Regions from separate parts of the Anas platyrhynchos genome. Here region 1 is linked to region 2. The links are chromatin contacts, called in public Hi-C maps. All regions are on one chromosome and are shown on one strand. Each heading gives the region's core, a stretch centred on a gene start, on an enhancer-like site or on the middle of the called end of the contact. The rest is flanking DNA. Distances are from core to core; before and after follow the strand shown. Region 1 overlaps UBASH3B (ubiquitin associated and SH3 domain containing B). Region 2 holds the start of UBASH3B (ubiquitin associated and SH3 domain containing B).

Region 1 (4,024 bases), core at 297-2,796, 48 kb after region 2:
CCCCAGACTCTGCAAGTGATCTATCCTTACACACCCCAGAACGATGATGAACTCGAGCTGGTCCCAGGGGACTTCATTTTCATGTCACCAGTGGAACAAACCAGTACAAGTGAGGGCTGGATTTATGGCATTTCCCTTGCAACTGGCTGCTCTGGGCTGCTGCCCGAAAATTACATCACGAAGGCGGATGAATGTGGGACCTGGGTGTTTCATGGGTAGGTAAAGCCGCTCAGTTCACTTTCTGTCATTGTAAAAAGGGGGCTCAGCAGCCAGGATCTCACCTGAGCAAGTGAAAAGTCTCCCAGGGCTGCTGAGAAGGTCGCTTGGGGAAACACTGAGCACACAAAGCCCCATCTCGTGAGCAAAGGGAGAGCAGATGCCAGCCCAGTGCATGGGACTGGAGGGTGATGTGGTTTATTTAGCTAAGACATTGCAGCAACTCTTACTCACAGGATCGCTGCAGAGCTGGAGCAGATGGGCACTGCAGAGCCACCACTGTGTGGGCACCTCGGTGGTGGCAGCAGGATCAGGAAGGTTTAAATCCGAGCATTAATTTGGGAGGCGAGGTGTGTATAATTCCAGGAGAAAAGGACTGGGGGTCAGCAAGGTTTCTTAAGATACTTAGCAAGGCTTCCAGAAGTGGTTAGTCGCCTGCCTGACACTGGCTTCAGCGAGAAGCTCGTTCTGAGCAAGGTTCTGCCTTGTTGCCTCTTGCTTTTGGTGGGAATTAGTCAAAGAGCAGTAAAAACCTAGTGCTTGAGCTGTGGTCTGGGCACTCCTGCAAGCCCCACAGGGCTGTTTGCATCCCAAAGCACCTAAAGCCATCTGGAGAACAGGGAGTAGTTTCTATGCAGGAGCACGAGATGACAAGGGGAGCAGAGAGGCACGTTCCTGCCTGCTGGCCCCCTGGCAAACAGCACACTGATCCAGTAACTCTTCAAATCAAGCAAAATGCAGGAAACAAAAGAGCAAAACTGACGTGCAGCCTTTGTCTGTGTCTCATCAGGCTTAGCATGCGTCGTGGTGAAGGGCAGATGGCAAGCAGACACGGGGCAATTGCAGCTTGCAGGCTGGCCTCCAGATGTGGCTGTCACAACCACTGCCCTTCTACAAACCAGTCCTGCTTTAACCCCAAATCCTACCCAACCCAGAAAACTGCCAGGCAGGGACAAGCATAGCAAGAGGTCACTCCTTTGCCCCTCTTGCCACAACCAGTCAATCAGCAAGTTTGTTTGAAGGCAGGACTTAATCCAGACCCTCCCATCTGCAATCCAGCCAAATTGTCCTTTCTTCCCCTAAAGTTTGCCAGCCAAAATAGCCTCAGGTCCACAAATAGCGAGGCGCCCTGCTCTAGTGGATTTTGCTTTTCTTCTAACAGTACCTGGAAGGGTTTTGAGGCCTAGAGACTTAGCATGGGAAAGAACTATTATTGCAGCAGCGACCAGAAGGAAAGCCAAACATTTTGTACCTCCAGGACTGCTTTGTCTCCAGGCAAGCAAAGAAAGGAAATGCCCCTTCCCTGATCACCACTAAGGACTATAAATCAGGAACAGGAGCATGCAATACGGTGCATTTATCAAAAACGTTATTACATACCCGGAAACAGCCTCGTTTTACACAACAGCTTCCCGCGGGGAATATTAGGTTACAGAATGTCATTTGGTCAAAACAATAGAGCGAGCCAAGGACAACCTAAGCCCCACTGACACCCAGGCCAAGGCATTCACAGCAGGATCCTCTTGGTAGGAATAGAACAGAGCACAGGCACCTTCATTTCATAGACGTGAAAGAGAGCGTGGCAGTACTCACCAGGGCTGCAGGGGAGCTGCTGTGGTGGGGGAGATGGGATCCAGTTGGCAGCCTTGGCACCGAGGATGCTGCGGCTGGTTTGTGCCACCCCTGTGCACACAGCCATGTCCAGCTTCATCCCTGCAGAGGGAGAAAGAAAGAAAGAAGAGCCATTGAGCTTTCCCTCCTAGGCACAAGAGACTGCATTCTTCAAGTGAAAATCACGCATTATTGAGCTCATCACGGAAACACAGCTCACTCCGGGCTGCAGCACGCTGCTTGTACCACGCAGGAGAAATGACAGGCAAAGTGCTATTCTGGGATGTTTGATCAAATCTTGCATACAGCAAAGTAAGGTTGCCAGCACCTTACTGGCTTTTAAACATTTCTCCTGAGAAAGGTTTCCCTGTTTCACTACTCAAGGGATGCAGAAGCTGAATCCTGGCCTCTGCAGGACGTGGTTTTATGGCTAATGTCCAAGTGGTGCCTCAGGAGCTCTGCCCAGCACAGACCTTGCACTTCACAGAACAAAACGCCATCCCTGCCCTGCAGCAAGGTCTGGACCTCGGCTGCAGACCAACAGGTTGCCATCACCAGGAGACAAGCCTGGCGAGCCTTTTAATAGGGCAGAAAGGGCTCTGCTCATGAAACCAGGTTGTGTCTTGAGAGACTCCACGGCTGAATTCTTTCCCTGGTTTCTAAAATCGGAGTGAAATCACTTCTGTTCTGCAGACCCCAAGGGTTTTCCACACACCTAAAGTGCACTTCTCAGCTGGCTGTGGCACTTCCTGGTGTGCTTTCTGCTCGTGCCAGAGATTGGAGCTGCTAGGGACAATGAGGGGAAACATTTGGTCTCTGATCAGTGCTATTGCTTGGAAAAGAATGGAAGACAAATTGCTTTAGTGTCCCACACAATGCAACCCAGATCCTAAGTCCGGGTAACCCCTGCCTGCCATCCCTGCAGGAAGGGCGACGTTAAGGCACCGAGCAGTGCTTTCAGGTCCAGCTTTAGCTATGAGGTTATGCAAAAAGAACAGCTGATTTCCTGTTCCCTTCTTTTTTTTTTCCATGCTAAGAAAGCTTCAGAAAGCAAAAAGCATGAACCAAAGGTGCTCATTTGGAAAGCTGGACTTGTTTGCTCTAAATCTTAGGACCTGAGAGTCAGTGACACTTGGTGGCTGCTCTGCTGCTAGTTCTGAGTCCTGCAAGTGAAAAATAGCCTTCTGAAGCCAGCACTAGACTCTCCTTTGGGGTGAAGCTGGCTAGATTTGTACCAATGACACTAGATCTGTTCTGACTGAGCCTAGGAGGGGACCTGGCCATAGGCACGTTAGAAACAAAACGGTTTTTCCCTTGTATGATATCAAGCTGGAAAAATTCTCCTGGTAGCAGCCGAAGCTACTGGTGGGTTGAAGCAACTGGGAATGAATCTGAACTACGGATCCAGTCTGTATAGTATATTTTTATATATATATTTATAAATCAAACCTCCCCAGCAAACCGTTGAATATTTTCTAAGCTGCTTTCCATGCCCGTGAATTAGTGGGCTACCAAGTCAAAAGCAGAAATTCTCCACCCTCGGCACACGGAGCCCAGAGGAAGTGGGAAGCCCAGCGAAGGCACACACATCGACCGGCCCCACAGAAGCCACGAAAACCAAGCACAAAACACCATGGGTCTCTTGCACATTTAAAGGCATGTGGCTGAAGGAACCCTGCTATCTTTGTATCTGTGGACCCAGCGCTACCCAAAAGCTAAAACTTGCCACGATTCCCTGCGCTGTTTTTCCATTACCAGCAAAGCCAGAAATAGTCACCTCCTCCACCCCCAAATGGCTAGAAGCACTACAGATATTACACAGCAGGCTATTTCAGCTCCCCGAGAGAGGCCAGAGCTATTCCTTGCCCCTTTAATAAGCCTGAGAAATCAGGCTTGGTGCAAGGAACAGGGGGGAGGAAAAAGAGCCCGAATTTTTCAAGCCGTATTTGTGCCTCGGGAGGTTTTTTCCCCACTCTGTCTCCTTCCCGTTCGCTTTCCCTGGGGACCCCTCTCTCCCAGGCAGCACCGAGTGGCAAGGCAGAGGGGTCTTCTGTGCACAGCTGAGGGCTGGCAGTGTTGTGCCATGATAGAGCCTCTCTCCATCCTCTGCTCCAGCACCTCCACTCTTCAAAGGGCCTTTTCTCCAGGACACGGCATGTTGCTGAGAGCCGGGAAGAGGCCAGGCACCTCCCTTGCC
Region 2 (4,307 bases), core at 256-2,755:
AAAAACCATTTCCATCAGGTGTGCAGCAACTTTACCTGGTGGACTAACCACAGCGATGCACTCGGCTAGCCTAGGTGTGCAAACATCTTATTTCTTTTCCTTCTCGTGTCTTGTAGCATTGCTGATGCTTCCCGTGGGGTTACCTGTGGCAATTCATCTTCAGGCCCAACCAACAGAATTTCAATACTTTAGCTTGTAGAAAGTGATTTTTTTAATTGATCATACAAATCTGTAGCAGCTAAAGGAAAGGGGTTTGGATCTGGGCAAAGTCCTTGGAAGCTGCATGCTCCTTGCTTTCACCCACCGACTTTATAGCGGGGGCAAAGGAAAGAAGAAGTGTCTCAGCAACACCAGGGGAATTCACAGCGACCTCTGCCCTCCCTGCACCTCTGGGGAAGGCAGCAGAAAGAAGTCCTGAGCACAGATCCGCTGCAGCACAGGAGGGGAACAAGCCCAGAGCTGCGAGAGAACGTTCCTGCCTCCGACACAACAAAATGGGAGCGGGCTGTTTGTTTTCCCTGATGCTAATAATCGCGGTGCTAGGCTTGTCGTCGCCAGCATTGCTTCCTTCCCCAACATAAACTACCGTGTTTTAAAGCGGGGCCTCTTGATTGTTTTTATTTATGTGCAGGGATGGGATTTCAAGCTGTTCTCTACAGCCCTGCGAGCTGGGCCTGCTCTGGGGAGATGAGGGGGTGATGTGCTTGTCTGTCCAAAGGAGGGATGGCAGGGGGCTGTGTGCTGCAGCAGAGGCAGGAGGGGATGGCAGGAGGCACACAAAGGAGAGGCGAGAGCAGGAGGATGTCTCTTGCCAGGAGAGCACACGTGTAAACCCCTGGGTTTGAACTCAACCACATCAACCCGTGATCTGAACCGAAATGCAACCAGGGAGGCAGCAGCGTCAGTCCCACCCAGCCCGGAGGAACACGCAGCTTTTGTGTGGGAGGGCAGCGGGGAGAGGAGCAGAGCTGTGTCCCGGCGGGCTTTAACCGGGGCAGAGCAGTCCCTGCCCTGCAACTGGAGAGCTTTCAGGCCATATATTCCGCGTGGTGGCCTGGAGAGGGCCGAGGAGGATGCAGAAAGGCAGGATGGAGGTGGAAAATCTGGAGCGCGACTCTTTTGCCTCTAAGTAGGTGTAGTTTAACCACCGGTGCTACCATTTCAAAGCCGTGCCAAGCTGCACACTGAGCCCCTGGAGCCCCAGTGCTGTGCAGGGTGCCCGACCTCCCCTCCATTAGGGCAATCCTGTGCCGAGCTTTAGAAAAAAATAAAAAAAATAAATTTCAATAAAACACCAAAACAAACAAAAACATGGGCTCGTGTGCGCGTCCTCCTTGCTTTTTTCAACACCAGCCTGCCCTTCCCCTCCCTGCTCCGGCTGCGACCTCGCTGGCCGCGCACCCTGCCCCTCTCCCAGCGCATCCCCGGAGCGCCGAGGGGGAGCGGGGGCTGCGCTGCGCCCCCCTTAAAGCCCCCTTTTGGGGCTCTCCTCCAGCAGCCGGCTCCAGCCCGGTGCCGGGGCCGCGCCCGCCCGCCCCGGAGGCGGCTTTAAGAGCGGGGGCGGCGGCGGGGGGGGGGTTCTCGGGGCCTCCTGCGGAGCCTCCGAGCGGCCGCGGGGGCTCTGCGCGGCTTTTGCGCGGGGCGCGCACGGGCGGCGGAGGCGGCGGCGGGGCTCGGGGGCGCGGAGAGGAGCGGAGGGGAGCGGAAAAGAGCGGAGGGGAAGGGAGAGGAGCGGAGGGGAAGGGAGAGGAGCGGAGGGGAAGGGAGAAAAGAGCGGAGGAGGGCTCAGCCCCTCGGCCCTGCCCCGGCCGCGGCCCCCGGCGGGGCGCTGCGGGTGTGCATGGCCCTGCGCGGGTGGCGATGGCTGCGTGATGGCCCAGCGCGGGCAGCCCGCCCCGCACGCCATGGCTGCCAAAGAGGAGCTGTACAGCAAAGTCATCCCCCGGCGGAACCGGCAGCACCGCGCGGGGACCATCAAACATGGCTCGTCGCTGGAGATCCTGCTCTCCATGGGCTTCCCCAAAGCCCGGGCGTAAGTGGCGGCTCGGTCTCTTGCTTATTCTTCCCCCCCCCCGCCCTCCTCTCGTCTCGTTTTGGGGTGGTTGAGGGATGCGCGGCCGCGGAGGGGGATGCGCGGCTCCAAGGGGCCGGGGACAGCCGGGGATGCGCTCCCGGAGCCGCCCCGGGGACACGGAACACGGGGAGGTTGCGGGGTCCCGGGGGCGGCAGGTGCCCCCCCGGCAAAGCCTGGGGTCGCCATAAAGGCGATTTTCCGGACACCCCCCCTCCCCTCCCCAAGCTGAAATCAAAGCCCGGCGTTCCTGCGCTCGGTGCTGTCGCCGGGGCGAAACTCGGTCACCCGGGAGATCCTCCTGAATCCACGCACGAGTTGATCTTTCCGAAAGAAAGGGGGACAGAAGGGAATTTCAGGAGTGCAGAGCATTAGGTTTGGTCTTGTCCAGCTGAGAAATGCCCCGGTGTAATCGCCCTGCGTGTGCTTATGCTGGAAATGAATTAGGCAGCAACCTACGGGTAACTTCCTAATGGTTCAGTTTGGAGCGTGGTGACTCCTGAAGCGGGACCGTGGGCTTTAGGATGCAAATGCAGCCAGCCGGCATTTGGAGGTTTCCTGATCTAAGTTTCCCTTTTGTTGCTGATACCAGTCAGAACTCGGTGGCTTTTCAGCCTCGCTGCTGTGTTTTTCCATAAATACAGGGACACGCACATGCAGGTCTAGGGAGAGATGTCAGACTGCCACTGGCACATCCAGAAAATCCCCTGTGTGTTTCCCCTTGTCCTACTTACGCTCCTTAAGTCTGTCGGTGATCTGTAGTTACGTACAGACATTTAACTTTTATACATGATGCCTGCAAATGAAGATGGTAAGAGCCTGGTGGCTTCACGCTCTGCGCTTGTTTGGAGAGACAGACGGGCACCTTTCAGAGTAGCTAGAGGGAAAAAGCAGCCTGGTGCTATGAATGAAACTCGTCCTCACCTGTACGACAGTGCCATCGAGGCTGACCGTCAGCCCTGGGCTCGCCTCACCGTTCGCTGAGGAACAATGTCTGTGGTTCGTATTCTAGCCTGAGAAAAGTAACGTGTGACAAGAAATGAAACCAAAGCCTCGGTGTGCAAGATAGGGAAGGTTAAATGCAGAAAGTGAGACAGAGAGGGGCAAAATATCCTAAGTGCAAAGAATGCTTGTTGCAAATGTATCCCGCCAGCTGGGTAAGGCTGTCTCGGTGCTGAGCTCAGGACGCTTTGACAAGTCCTCTGCTGGCCCGGCCTGAAGTAGCTCTCTGCGCCCTATTCCAGCCTGCTAGAAATCCTCCAAACAATTTATCATTAAAATTCAGATGAGCAGCAAAACAGCAAAAGCCCAGACAAGGATGTTCTGCCTCGGGAATGCTGTGGAACAGCGTGCGGGCTCAGCAGCAGGAGCTTCGGGACCGCACGGCACTGGGATGCTCCCTGCCGGGATCATCTGCTCACTGAACTGCCAAGGAGGCAAAGCACCTCGTCTCCCAAGGCGTAAAGTGCAATGTAGCCTCAGCAGAAAGCCCCTTTGAGCCTTCACCCCAAGCTCTCCCTGCCCCGTTTGCTCCCCGCAGTGCCACGGGGAGGCCGGGAGCACAGATCTGCGCCTGGAGGTCCTGTGTATAAATAGAAGGCAGGCTGATGCCTCGAGTGGTGGCCATCTGTTGGGATGGCTTCTGCAAACAAAGCCCTGAGTTGTCAGACGAGTCTGTCAGGGATGTCACTAAATGCCATCGCTGCTGGCACCGCCAGGGACTGGGGCAGGGGACAGAGGGGCTGCTGATGTTTGGGGTCTGCTGAATTTGAGGGGTGTGCTGAAGCTGGGGGGCTGCTGAAGCTGGCGAAGAGATGCAGGAGCTCGGAGGAGCGCTGCTTACAAACAGTGCCCATGGGAATATCCCGTGGGACACTTGGGGAGACACTATTGGGACAGCAGGGGGACACTCACGGGTATCCAGTTCTCCTAACTTCCAGCTTCTGATCCAGCTCAGGCAACTCCACTCCTAGCAGCAGACAGGTCAGCGTTTGTTGCAGCAGAATAATTAGGATTAGATGATTCTTCTCCAGGATTTTGCCAGCAGTAAGAGCTCAGAAGGCCGGCCTGGCTCCAAGCTGGCGCTGCTGACAGGAGCTGAGGATTCTTGTGTTCATTTCATTTTCTCAGTTCTGGGTTTCTTCAGGCAAGTGACTTCTACCCTGCGCATGCTAAAATAATCAGAGGTGAAAGGCTCAATGTGATTTCCAAGTACTGCTGGCTGGTTAGTACAGAC

The links. A called contact is a pair of places that touch in the nucleus more often than the background predicts.
Region 1: a Hi-C map of subcutaneous adipose tissue shows a contact between it and region 2, with 2.0 times the contacts expected there. The contact joins the enhancer-like site here to the promoter of UBASH3B in region 2. A contact is called at or near these places in 4 of 8 Hi-C or Micro-C datasets (F1 follicle, liver, skeletal muscle and 1 more).

What each region holds. Positions count from the first base shown.
Region 1 is chr25:7,518,700-7,522,723 of IASCAAS_PekinDuck_T2T, forward strand. UBASH3B (ubiquitin associated and SH3 domain containing B) reads left to right here. Exons shown (of 14, transcript XM_027444139.3): 6 at 7-215. BSX (brain specific homeobox) reads right to left here. Exons shown (of 6, transcript XR_011804863.1): 5 at 1,810-1,929. Among named protein-coding and RNA genes, the nearest start is that of CRTAM, 19 kb to the right of the region's middle. Within about 2 kb of position 1,547, at least 2 of the 8 cell types and tissues checked have an H3K27ac peak or open chromatin away from gene starts, as enhancers often do. A contact at or near this core is called in subcutaneous adipose tissue, where this site is marked.
Region 2 is chr25:7,470,895-7,475,201 of IASCAAS_PekinDuck_T2T, forward strand. It overlaps UBASH3B (ubiquitin associated and SH3 domain containing B), which reads left to right and starts at 1,506. Exons shown (of 14, transcript XM_027444139.3): 1 at 1,506-2,032. The coding sequence starts at 1,872.